2 separate regions of the Mus musculus genome follow, and region 1 is linked to region 2. Evidence: chromatin contacts called from public HiChIP or PLAC-seq data. All regions are on one chromosome and are shown on one strand. Each heading gives the region's core, a stretch centred on a gene start, on an enhancer-like site or on the middle of the called end of the contact. The rest is flanking DNA. Distances are from core to core; before and after follow the strand shown. Region 1 has its middle 230 kb from the start of Gm40418. Region 2 holds the start of Foxg1 (forkhead box G1).

What was found. HiChIP or PLAC-seq counts read pairs in DNA pulled down with a chosen protein or histone mark.
Region 1: a CTCF HiChIP or PLAC-seq map of the NIH/3T3 cell line shows a contact between it and region 2, with 7 read pairs. The contact joins the enhancer-like site here to the promoter of Foxg1 in region 2. A contact is called at or near these places in 2 of 39 promoter capture datasets (the 3T3-L1 cell line and hippocampal neurons), 1 of 15 datasets of contacts at CTCF or cohesin (the NIH/3T3 cell line), 5 of 484 Hi-C or Micro-C datasets (adipose-derived mesenchymal stem cells, cortical neurons and embryonic fibroblasts), 7 of 115 datasets of contacts at active chromatin or transcription factors (SST interneurons, embryonic fibroblasts, embryonic forebrain and 4 more) and 2 of 9 other capture datasets (adipose tissue and pancreatic islet).

What each region holds. Positions count from the first base shown.
Region 1 is chr12:49,883,891-49,889,242 of GRCm38.p6, reverse strand. No RefSeq gene overlaps it. Among named protein-coding and RNA genes, the nearest start is that of Gm40418, 230 kb to the left of the region's middle. Within about 2 kb of position 1,787, at least 23 of the 459 cell types and tissues checked have an H3K27ac peak or open chromatin away from gene starts, as enhancers often do. A contact at or near this core is called in the NIH/3T3 cell line, adipose-derived mesenchymal stem cells, hippocampal neurons and 1 more, where this site is marked.
Region 2 is chr12:49,380,531-49,386,392 of GRCm38.p6, reverse strand. It overlaps Foxg1 (forkhead box G1), which reads right to left and starts at 3,386. Exons shown (of 2, transcript NM_008241.2): 1 at 3,007-3,386; 2 at 1-2,092. The coding sequence starts at 1,907. The coding sequence ends at 462. It overlaps Gm34304 (predicted gene, 34304), which reads left to right and starts at 4,565. Exons shown (of 2, transcript NR_168648.1): 1 at 4,565-4,576.

The sequences.
Region 1 (5,352 bases), core at 538-3,037, 500 kb before region 2:
TGAAAATATTTTATTTGATTTATAAGAAATTCATAGATAACCCAAAGAACATTTGTAGAAACAATGTATCCCAAAATCCTTGTCCACAGAGGGAGGGGGCCCAGGAAACTTATAAAGTCAGATATTTACGCAGCTCCTTAAACTGGTAAAACTGTAAAAAGAAATCTATCCTCATCACAGTCCTTAGACAAGTCAACAGACTGCCAAGGCTATATCCCAGGGGAAGCCCATTGGAACACCCAGTGACAATGCTGCTTCTGAGTTAGGATGTGACTTATTCTCTGGCATGTGCACAATATGACCTAATATCTTAAGGTATACAAACCAATGTATGATCTAACAGAACTTCCTCTGCTCCATTAACCACAAAGTTCAATCAGCATTCCTTTACTGATTATCTATTTGCTATTCAAAAGGCAAAGGAGGTTGCTAAGTCTAAAGGGGGAATATTTTCTAGTGATACATGTCTGTTCACAGAATCCTTATCATAGCTTGCCAGTTTTCTCAGAGAACTTTGTGACAACTGCTCACAGTAGGCAAAAATCAGACTCCAGAATTGATTTTGGCATTCTGTATTGATCATATTGCTGATGATCTTTAAAGCATCTTGCTGTCCCAGACTTCACTTATGTCAGGGAGAATTAGCAAATCTCTCTGATACTGGTATGTTCAAACTTTACCAAATCTTGAGTTCTGAAAATAAAGCATAGGAAGCAAATTGTAATTGTCATCAATATTTAAGAGTCATCTCTAGCCAAAAAGCATCAACAAGCCAACAGAACATTTTACGCCGATGCTGTTCTGATTTTACACAGATCCATAATAACTTGAAGACTCTGCAGAAGAAAACAATAGTGGCGTCATCTTGATTTTGAGGCTTTTATTTAATTTTATTTGGTGTATAAGACAAACATGTGATTGAGAGCTTTTGTCTGAAAAAGTCAAAGGGAATGAAAGGTAACAGAGGAAGCAATGAGAGAGCAGAAGAGAGACTTGACAAAACTAGAAAAAGCAAAACTGTGAATGTTAACCCAAAGGGACACCAATTTAAATGTCTGTTTGTCTCAACATATGAATGTTTTTGTGTATATGTATACAAACATTTATTTCATATTATTTAGTGTTTGTTGGAAGAAATATAGAAAAATATAATTACTTACATTTTCTTGGTCTTCTTGAGAAGTCACTGTTTTTATAGAAATAAAAAATAGTGTATAGAAGAATTAGTGAAGTTTACGTCATTCAGTGAAGAGAAAAACCTAGTCTATTGAAAATCTGCTAGAGCTTCTAAGACGTGAAAGATGTTAAGACAGTGCCTAGAATCTAGTAGTTTTATTTCCTGTACGTGTATTAGATAAGTGGTCATCACTGATGTGCATTTCAACCAGGTTAGAAAGAACTTTTTCTTGTCAAGTCTCTAGCCATGTTAGCTTGAGCCAAGCACATCTTTAGAAATGTAAGTTAAGTCAGACTTGTAGAGTAGATCTCAAACATAAGGGTTTGATCTTATTTCTCTTTTTCCCCCAAATGAATTTGGCCTAAAATGTTAACAAAATTGGAAACAGCTGTGTTAAAAAACTACTTTCTTTTCCATTTTTAGTCTTGTAGACCAATATAAATGTCTTCATTTTTGTGGATCCTCTCCCCCACATCCAGATGTTATATATTTCTCAATAATCCTCAGCAAAATTGCCAAAGCCAACAAGAAGTTTTAACATGTAAATTCAACACATTGTTTCCTGCTCATCATGGCCTTTTCTCCATCAGCCCCATCCTCATCAGATTTCAGATGCTCGGCAGTTGACATAGCTACAGCGAAGGGCTCTGAGTCATCATCTCATTGTGGGATGGATTCCTTTTAAATTTTTTTGTCTGATTCATGAACTGCTTTTTGAAAATCTAAAAATGGTTCATGAATTGCTTGGGAGTTGGCAAAAATTAATAATAATGAGCCCATTTTGAGTACACTGAAATGAACTGATTATCATTGCAAGCTGTTGCTAATTTGGATTCTTGATGGCAAGAGAGGTTTCTACAGGAGCCTTTTCACAAGCAAGTGGGACAGATTTTATAGTGTGGTAGCAAAAACACTTCTGTAGACTTTACCTCTATTTTTCCTTTTAAGATTATATGATATGATATAGAAATAGTTGGAGATTATCAGAGCAGTGTTTCTAAAATCATTATGTAACCTCACAGGGAAAAGTGATACAACAACCAACAGACATTTGAAACAAATGGTAAACTGCAGACATGTCATTTAGTCCAATAAATGAGCTCAGGTTTTTCTCAAATGTTAGGAGACTGAGTTCTTTTGGTTATGCTTGGACACATCTAGTTATTTTATCCTAATTTATTAGCCAGACTAGCTTGTTTTTTTTAAATATCAGTTTCTAATCATTTTCTTCTAAGATTTCAAAGCCGTCAGCTTTGGCAACATTAATAAACTAGGTTTTCGAAGGGAGTTTAATACATATTACACACAAAATAAGAATTTCTTTGTTACATCTTGTGTAACAACAACTGGGTAAAGCAAAGACAGGTGGATCACAGACACTAATGAAATGTCTTACATATTATAAACTACACTCACCAAAGAATCATAAAAATATTTTAGCTTAATTTGAGAAAATATTTTTCAAAACAGCAAAACAAAAATAAACTAAAAAGAAATCCATTTGCCTTCTCATGAACTTGTGAAACTAAATAATTTAATGCTGTGTTTTCTCAGTAATCATCTACCTGTACTGGTGTTTTATGTTTTGAAACCAAGCAAATGATCTTTGGAAGCAATAACCTATGAATACAAACTAATTATGAAAGATATAATTTGACCTCCTGTGGTTGACTACACAATTGGATGAATTACTTTAATTTGTTGTTGAATGAGCATGTATAACTGTCTACAAGATAATTAAATAAATTTAACATTTAGAGAAGTCATTCTATCCTCTCGCATTTACAGCTTAGGGGAATTTTTACCTTTTGTCCAAATTCTACTTATCCAATCAAATGAGTAGGATAGTAATAAAAATAAAACCTCCTGCACTGCATCCAATCCATATTTAATAGTGAACAGAGTCTACAACAAAGGACATGTTTTCCAAACTGTATTTGTTAACATTTTCTTTCTTCATTTTCCTAATCAAAGCCAATAAGTACAGCAGTGTTCAAAACAGAGCTCCTTTGGCAGTAATAGGATAGTCAAGCTCAAAATAAATTTCTTTATCTGTAAATATTTAGCAAAGCAATGCTTCATCATGTTAAGGAAGTGATGATAAATTTTTTAGGCAATGTAAGAAATGCTTATAGAGTGTATTCTGGAGATGGAGACAGTAATGATCTGAGAACTGTTACCATCCTTGGGTGGGGAGTAAAAGCTGACAAATAAAACTTAGCCTTCGTAGAACAATTCTTAAAATTGTTATCTACTTTCCCAGGCTGAGCTTTGTTGAATCCAGAAAACCTCCTAGGAATCCCAGCTTGAAGCAGGTAGTGCTCTATAGTCTCCTACTGCATATAAATGCCAAATCATGCTACGGCTTAATACAGAAAAGCTGTTTTATTCTCAGTTTGAAGTGTGAAAGGAAACCAGAAATACCACAAGGCATACACAAAATTTTAAATAGTTTTACAGTATTCTGAAAGGAGCTTGCTTATTCATATATATGAAAGCTCTAGAGTCAGGAGAATATTTACCCATGTGTGAACTTGGAAAACACTGACCCAGGTAAGCATGGTCAAAGCATCCCATCTTTACATCAGTGGATTAGATGTCACCTTGAGGGAATTAGGGAACAGAGGAGGACAGTTAAGAGAGGAAAGATTATTCTGAGGTGAGATCTCTCTGCACCCTGCAACCTGCACTTTAAGTCTTTTTATTTCAACTCTTATATCCAATGAACTAAAAATTTTCAGGGGGAAGGAAATTACATGTTAATTAAAGTATTACATCGAGAGAAACATATTTGAATTCACATTAAATGACAGTTCCATGTGACTAAATGCCTGCATCCTATGGAAAGGCAAAGAATCCCGTTTTTTAGAAACAATGGCCAGTAGCTTGCAAAGAAGCTCTCTTTAGTTGATACTTGTAGCTAAGAGATGATGAAAGAGAAAACAGATATGTAGTTATAGGTATAAGTTTAGATATAGATGTGCAATTAATTATAATATCTGGCCTTAATATTTCACTGAATATAGTGGTATATTTCTGAAATGAAGGTATAACAGAGGTGGGAATGTCTAGGGGAACAACAGAAAACCATGGTCCTTGTAATCTTCACTTTAATATCGTGAGTCCATACGTCCAAGGAATTCCTGAAGCTATTTCTTTCTGTCATCTCATCTTTACACTCATGTCTCACAACAGATCTGCCTCCTAATCCTCCAATTCTCACAGTGAACATCCCTCTTGGAAAGGGGTTGCCTTGCCTTCTCAGCCACAAATTAGAGTTTGCCATTTACTTTAATAAACCACTAGAGACAGCAAAAAGTTATACATTGCTAAATTTAAAAATAGAACTTCAATCATTGATTCTGTGACATCCGATATCATGGAGACAGTGACCTTTGAAGCTCATTGAAGTATAACTCAGAGCCAAACCTGCAAAGGGATCCAGGGCCCAGGGCCTAGGGCCCAGGACAAATCCTTGGAATCTACTCCAGCTTTCTCAGTGCAGTTTAAATAAAGGACTACCTGAAAAAATAGAACTCCAATATTTGTGGTATGAACATGCTCACATCATATTCAGTTTTATATCTGTAACATTTATTTGGAAAACAATTGATTCATTCCTCTAGCTATTCATGTTTGCTTTCTACCACACATATTTTTTTCACTCATCATGAGAGAGATAGGCCAATTCCTAAGTGGATGAAGACAAAGGCCATTAATAATCATCACCTGTGTTCAACAATCTGATTTCACACTTCTGTATTTCAGTAACCAAAGCAGCAACCTTTCGGTGATTTTTGGTAAAATGAGGAATACTTTTTTTTTCCTTTTAATCAAGTTTTTGAAACCACATTCTTCTCTTGGGTGATGGATTGTCTGGATACTAGCTCATTTTAATCCCAAGGGATATCCAAGGCCCCACAGAATCTCAAATGTTGTAATGTAGGCTGCTTTTCCTCAAGAGCTGGTCTTGTACCATTTCCCCCTTTCTCATCAGCTAACAGTGTTATAGCTCTTTCTCATTTCTGATGAGCTCTTAGACCTACAGTGTGACCGACCTGGTAGAGCCTGCAGATCTCCATGATTCTCTCTTACTAACATTACTCCTATGTGCAAATACATCATTTTGGCAAAGTCTACGGTCATTTTATGATCTTTTCTTACAAATCTGCCTG
Region 2 (5,862 bases), core at 2,137-4,636:
AATAAATGGCCAATATAATTCCTTGGGCACCTTTACTACAAATTCTTAAATACAAATTACAATTTAACATTTTAAAACTCTCTTCATAATTTAGGTTGTTCTCAAGGCCTGCGTCCACCAGATAGCTCCATGATAACTTATAATACTGCACACATGGAAATCTGGCAGCCTGTTGAGATAGACTTGTCAGGTTTGAATGAAATGGCAAAGCAGTCACTATTTAGATACACATTCTACTATAATTTGACGTCCAAACCTTATATTCTACAATGTATTCTCCCACATTGCACCTCGCTGACACTCCACACCGTGTTAGAATAGTAAACAACCCTAAAGACTGAACAAACGTACAGAAATGGGGAGGGGGGGCTTAATAAAAAATACCTGGACTTATTTTTTTAATTATCATTTACAATGCAAATGTGTGTAAAACGTTCACTTACAGTCTGGTCCCCCGGATGTTAATGTATTAAAGGGTTGGAAGAAGACCCCTGATTTTGATGTGTGAAATAATCAGACAGTCCCCCGGACAGTCCTGTCGTAAAACTTGGCAAAGAGGGTCTTAAAGACTCACAGGGCAGGGTCGAGGGGGCCTGCGGCGACGTAGAGGAGGACGCGGCCCGGGCGCTCATGGACGTGCTGGTCTGCGAAGTCATTGACGGGTGCGGGACGTGGGGGAAAAAGTAACTGGTCTGGCCCGCGAGCAGGTTGACGGAGCAGGGGTTGAGGGAGTAGGTCCCGGAGCAGGGCACCGACAGGCCGCAGGGCACCGAGGCGGCGAGCGCAGCGGCCGTGAGGTGGTGCGTGGCGTACGGGATCTCCCCGTTGACCAGCCGGTCCACACTCAGCCCGTTGGCGGTGGAGAAGGAGTGGTTGTTGCCCAGCGAGTTTTGAGTCAACACGGAGCTGTAGGGCATGGGGTGGCTGGGGTAGGCCGACGTGGTCCCGTTGTAACTCAAAGTGCTGCTGGCGCGGGGGTGGTGCAGGGACAGGAAGGGCGACATGGGCCAGTAGAGGGAGCCGGCGCGGTCCATGAAGGTGAGGCCGGTGGAGGTGAGGCGCGCCCCGCGCTTAAAGGCCAGCTTGGCCCGAGACGTGGTGGAGCGGCGCCGCAGCTTGCCGGTCGTGCCGCCGATGAACACGTCGTCGCTCGACGGGTCGAGCATCCAGTAGTTGCCCTTGCCCGGGTCGTCGTAGTGGCGCGGTACCTTCACGAAGCACTTGTTGAGGGACAGGTTGTGGCGGATGGAGTTCTGCCAGCCCTGCTTGTTCTCGCGGTAGTAGGGGAAGTTCTTCATGATGAACTCATAGATGCCATTGAGCGTCAGGCGCTTCTCGGGACTCTGCCTGATGGCCATCATGATGAGCGCGTTGTAGCTGAACGGCGGCTTCTCGTACTTGCCGTTCTTCTTGTCGCCCTCCTTGCCCCCCTCCCCGTCCTTGCCGCCCTCGCCCGCCCCTTTCTTCTCCTCCCCCCCGGCGCCCGCGCCCTTCTCCTTCTCGTCCGGCCCGACGGGCGCCAGCTCCGCCGGCCCGCCGCCCGGCTCGCCTTTGGCTCCAAGTGCGTCAGCCTTGGCCCCGTCCAGGGCGGTGGAGGGCGGGAGCAGGAGCGGCTGGGGACCCTTGTCGTCGTCGGCTGCTGGGGCGCCGCGCGCCTGCGGGGGCTGCGGGGCCGGGGGCGGCTGCTGCTGCTGCTGCTGGGGCGGCGGTGGAGGCGGCTGGGGCGCGGGCGGCGGCGGGTGGTGGTGGTGGTGATGATGATGGTGATGCTGGGGGTGGTGGCTGTTGTGGTGGCCGTGGCTCGCGTGGTGGTTGTCGTTCTGGACGGCCTCGGGGACCAGGCTGTTGATGCTGAACGAGGACTTGGGAATCATTTTCACCTCTTTCCTATCTCCCATGTCCAGCATCACCCAGGCGTCGGGGGGCGGCGGCGGCGGCGGCGGCGGCACGGGAGCCGGGCAGCAGCGCGGCGGGCGACCAGCGGGTTCGGAGTGGGGCGCGGGGGGAGCGGGCAGCGGAGGCGGCACTGAGCGCTCCGGCAGCAGCGCAGTTGGACCGCAGGCTCCGGCGCTGGCAAGGCATGTAGCAAAAGCTGCAACCACCCCTCAAGAATTAGAGAGAGAAAGAGAGAGGGAGAGAGAGAGAGAGAGGGAGAGGAGATAGAGAGAGAGAGAGAGAGAGAGAGAGAGAGAGAGAGAGAGAGAGAGAGAGAGAGAGAGGGAGGCTAGAGGCAGAAGCAACCCGTCGCCCGGGGTGCAGCGCCCCGCTCCGTTCCGCGCCCGGCCTCCCCCTCCCCCGCTGCCTCCTCCTCCTCGCGCCGCAGCAGTCACAGCAGCAGCAGCGGCAGCCCGAAGGGGGGGAGAGCCGGGCGGCGGGCGGGCGCGTCCCGGAGCGGCCGCAGCGAGGCTAGGAGACAGCGATCGAGGCAGCTATAGCCACAATTAATTTTCCGAGCTACAGGCGCACACTAGGGCTGTAAAAAAATTTTTGGTTTAACCTTTCCTACTGCCGAACCAATCAGTGCCGCCGGCGTGCAGGAGCGTCTGGCTAGCCGTCGACCAATCGGGGGCCCAGGGCCCGCCCATCCCCGCCCCGCCCCGGCCCCGCCCCCCGCTCACCGCCCCCTCCGGGTGGCGGGGCCCAGGCCTGGAGCCGCGGGGACCGGCGGGAGATCGCCCACCCGGCCAGGATTAGCGTGGGGCGTGCGCCCCGGGCCGCGGCCGCTCGACTGTGGCCTCCTCCCTGTATGGGATTATTTTCCTTTGCGCGTCAATATTTATCCTTATTGATTAAAGTTTGTATCCAATTTTGTCTGGAAGAGCGGGGCGGGGGGCGCGGCGGAGGGGCGAGCTGCGAGGGTGCGGGAGAGGGCGTGAACCCTGGGGACGCGGCGGCCCCGGCAGCGCCCTGGGAGCGAGCGGGCCAGCAAGCTCCGGAGAGCCGGGCATCGGGGGAACGGGGCCTGGAAGGTGGGGCGGGGGCGGCCACGGCCAGGCCGGTACTTACAGCTTCCTGCGGCCCGCGGCGAGCTCGGCTGTGAAGCTGGGCTGAGGGCGGCGAGCGGGGGCGGCTGAGCGGTGGGTGCGTTCTGTGGAGGCCTTCCACGCACGCGGGCGGGCGGGCGGAGAGCTGCCCCGGGCGAGCACAGACCCAAACAGTCCCGAAATAAAGCAGGTAACACGTGTGTTCTCCCTCCGTCTCGCTTCACTCCCAGAGTCGCGCTCACGCGCGGGTGACCCGGTGGCAGTTGTCTCCTCGGGCACTCCACCTCCTCTTCAGCTTCTAGGCAGTACTGGAAGCCGGTAGCCGCGATCGATCATCCTGGAAATATTTTCATTTTGCTTGACATTGAAGAAAATATGAGTGGGCGTCTACTTCCGTTTTTTTTTTTTTTAAATCCTATGTTTGCTCCTTTTTCCCATTTCACAAATACTTTATCTCTTTAAAACCTCAATCTTGAAACACCAGTAGGGCGAAATCAGCTCTTACCCTTCTTGGATGCTGCTGGAATGCTCTGGGGAGCCCAAGGAAGGTGGATTTGACAGTCCTAGCTTCTGGGGTTTGGGGGATGGTTTGGTGGGGAGGTTGAAACGAGTGGGTAGCTTGTAATTCAAGGCCTTTAAAAAGATCGCGGCCAGGGCCAGGGCCAAGGCCCAGCATTTCCCAGGGATTGGAATTTAGTGCGGAGCACACAGATCACAAATCCTCACTGGCTCAAAGCGCGCCACGTTGTAAGCAGAGGCCGTAGCCAGAGAGGAGAGGGAGGTGGAGACACATAGGTCACGAGTATCTTTCCCCTCCTCTTTAAGGTAAAATACTCTACCCATGCCAGCATTCATTTTGATGAGCTCTTAGCTAAATGATCTCTCAGTCTTGATATAAAAAAAAAAAAGGAAGGAGAAAAAACAGGGCCTATGTGTGGTACTAAAATCTACCAGAAACATGCAATACTCAAAATAATAGGGAGTTATTCTGATGTTCTCACCCCCCAAATTTGAAATGGGGCGCAGAAAGAGGGGAGGGAAAGAGAGGGAAACGCTAGCGAAAATTATCCACAATTACAAATAGCTAGCAAATTTTATATCTATTGGAGTGTTGTAAGAGATCTTTGATTATTTGTCCCCAAATATCCTTCCACTGCTTGGATCTCTTCCTACATATCCGCTGACTTTAAAACAAGCTATGCATGACGGAAAAGGCCAGGGTTCTAGCAATCAGCTTTGCAAAACACATTGGTGCCAAAGGTTGATTTCTAGGCTTGGGGTTTCTCACGGAGCCTGGCGACGTGATGAGCTTTGCCAACCTAGCTAGAGAGATCTGTGAGCCTGGGTTGTCTTGTTCATTTCCCTTCCCACTCTTTTCTCCTCCTCAGGCCCATTTTCCCTGGTGGTTCCTCAATGCGCTTGCCTTCCTTCCTCCTCCCCTCTCCCTTCTTCCCCTTTCACTAACCCACCCCTTCTCCCTCCCTCCTTTCCTCTCCCCTTCACTCCTCCACCTACTCCTCCCCATCCCCCAGCCCCCCTTCTCACCACCGCTTATAATGGCTCCCGGGGCTCCCTCAGAGGTGGACGGCCCGGTACGTTTTCGTAGTCGGTCTAGCGTGAAATGATTCGGTGTAACCGGATTCTTGGGAAAGGACAGGTTACGTAAACATTTACTGATGTGGAGTAACTATACTATTTGTACTCTGATATGCAGGAAGGAAAGTGTTGATTAACACAGAAGAAAAAAAAGCGAAATTAGCTGATTGCATGCTCATAAGTGCAAGCTGTCATTGAACTGCTTTTAAAATAGACACAGCTGGGTGTTTGTGTTGAAAAATTTCTTGTGTTTTTGCTAATACTGAAATAAGCATGATTTTGTATACCAAACATTTTCAGATCATTAAAATTTGTAATCTGTGCTGGTTTTAAACACAAAGAAAAGAAACAGAATCATTTCGATGTAAAATTTGCTGATATTATATTAACTCAATCAGGTCTGTACAAATTGTGCATTGTGTCTCCTAAAATCTGTTTGATCAATTTAATACACAAAGTGCCAAACGTGGGTATTGTTTGTTAACATTGGACATTTTATTCAAATCTGAGCTCAGCAGTGAACTGGAGGAGTTGTTCCTTGAATACAACACCAGCTCTGACTGATGAATTTTTAATGTTTTGAGGTGCTTCTTAGGTTAAAGCTAAGTGTGTATTGTTTTGTTACCCCGTGGAAGAAATTAGCAGGCAAAGTAAGGTTTTTTTTTTTTCTTCTGTTTACTTTCAAGGAGCAAAAACTGGGTTTTGTACAGTGAGAGCTGCAATACTCTGATTTTATATGTCAAGGCTTATGGCGGCTTGAAAATTGTTTTGCATGCAGATTAAGGGTGTGCTGTGTTATTTTAAGGTTACGTGAATGCGAGTCTCTCAAAGCAGGATGATTGATCGTAAAAACATAGCATATAGTTTGAAATAATATTAAAACTAGTTTCCTGATGCAAAGGTTATTTGCAATTCCCGAAAAAGCAAGTTTGAATCCCTTTAAATAATTTTACTTGTTCTTTATGGTGAGATGGGGCTATATATCAGAATGCACACACATATGTATATCAGGCTTGTTCAACAAAACATGCACTGTTTACTCAGAGGCTTATATTTGTGTAAGCAATGGTTTCTTTTTAGATCTGCTGCTAGCTGAAGCAGAGGGGGAAGGAGTTCCTGGACAAAGTATTGTGAAGTTGAAAGTCTCTGGATGAGGCTTTGTATATCCTACCAACCAATTTGGGTGCAAATTGGATTTGAAGTCCTGCCCACGTCCACCGAGGGCCTCTTCCCTCTGCACATAAAGCCCTGTTTTCAGCCTCCTAGTCGCTGTGATTACCTT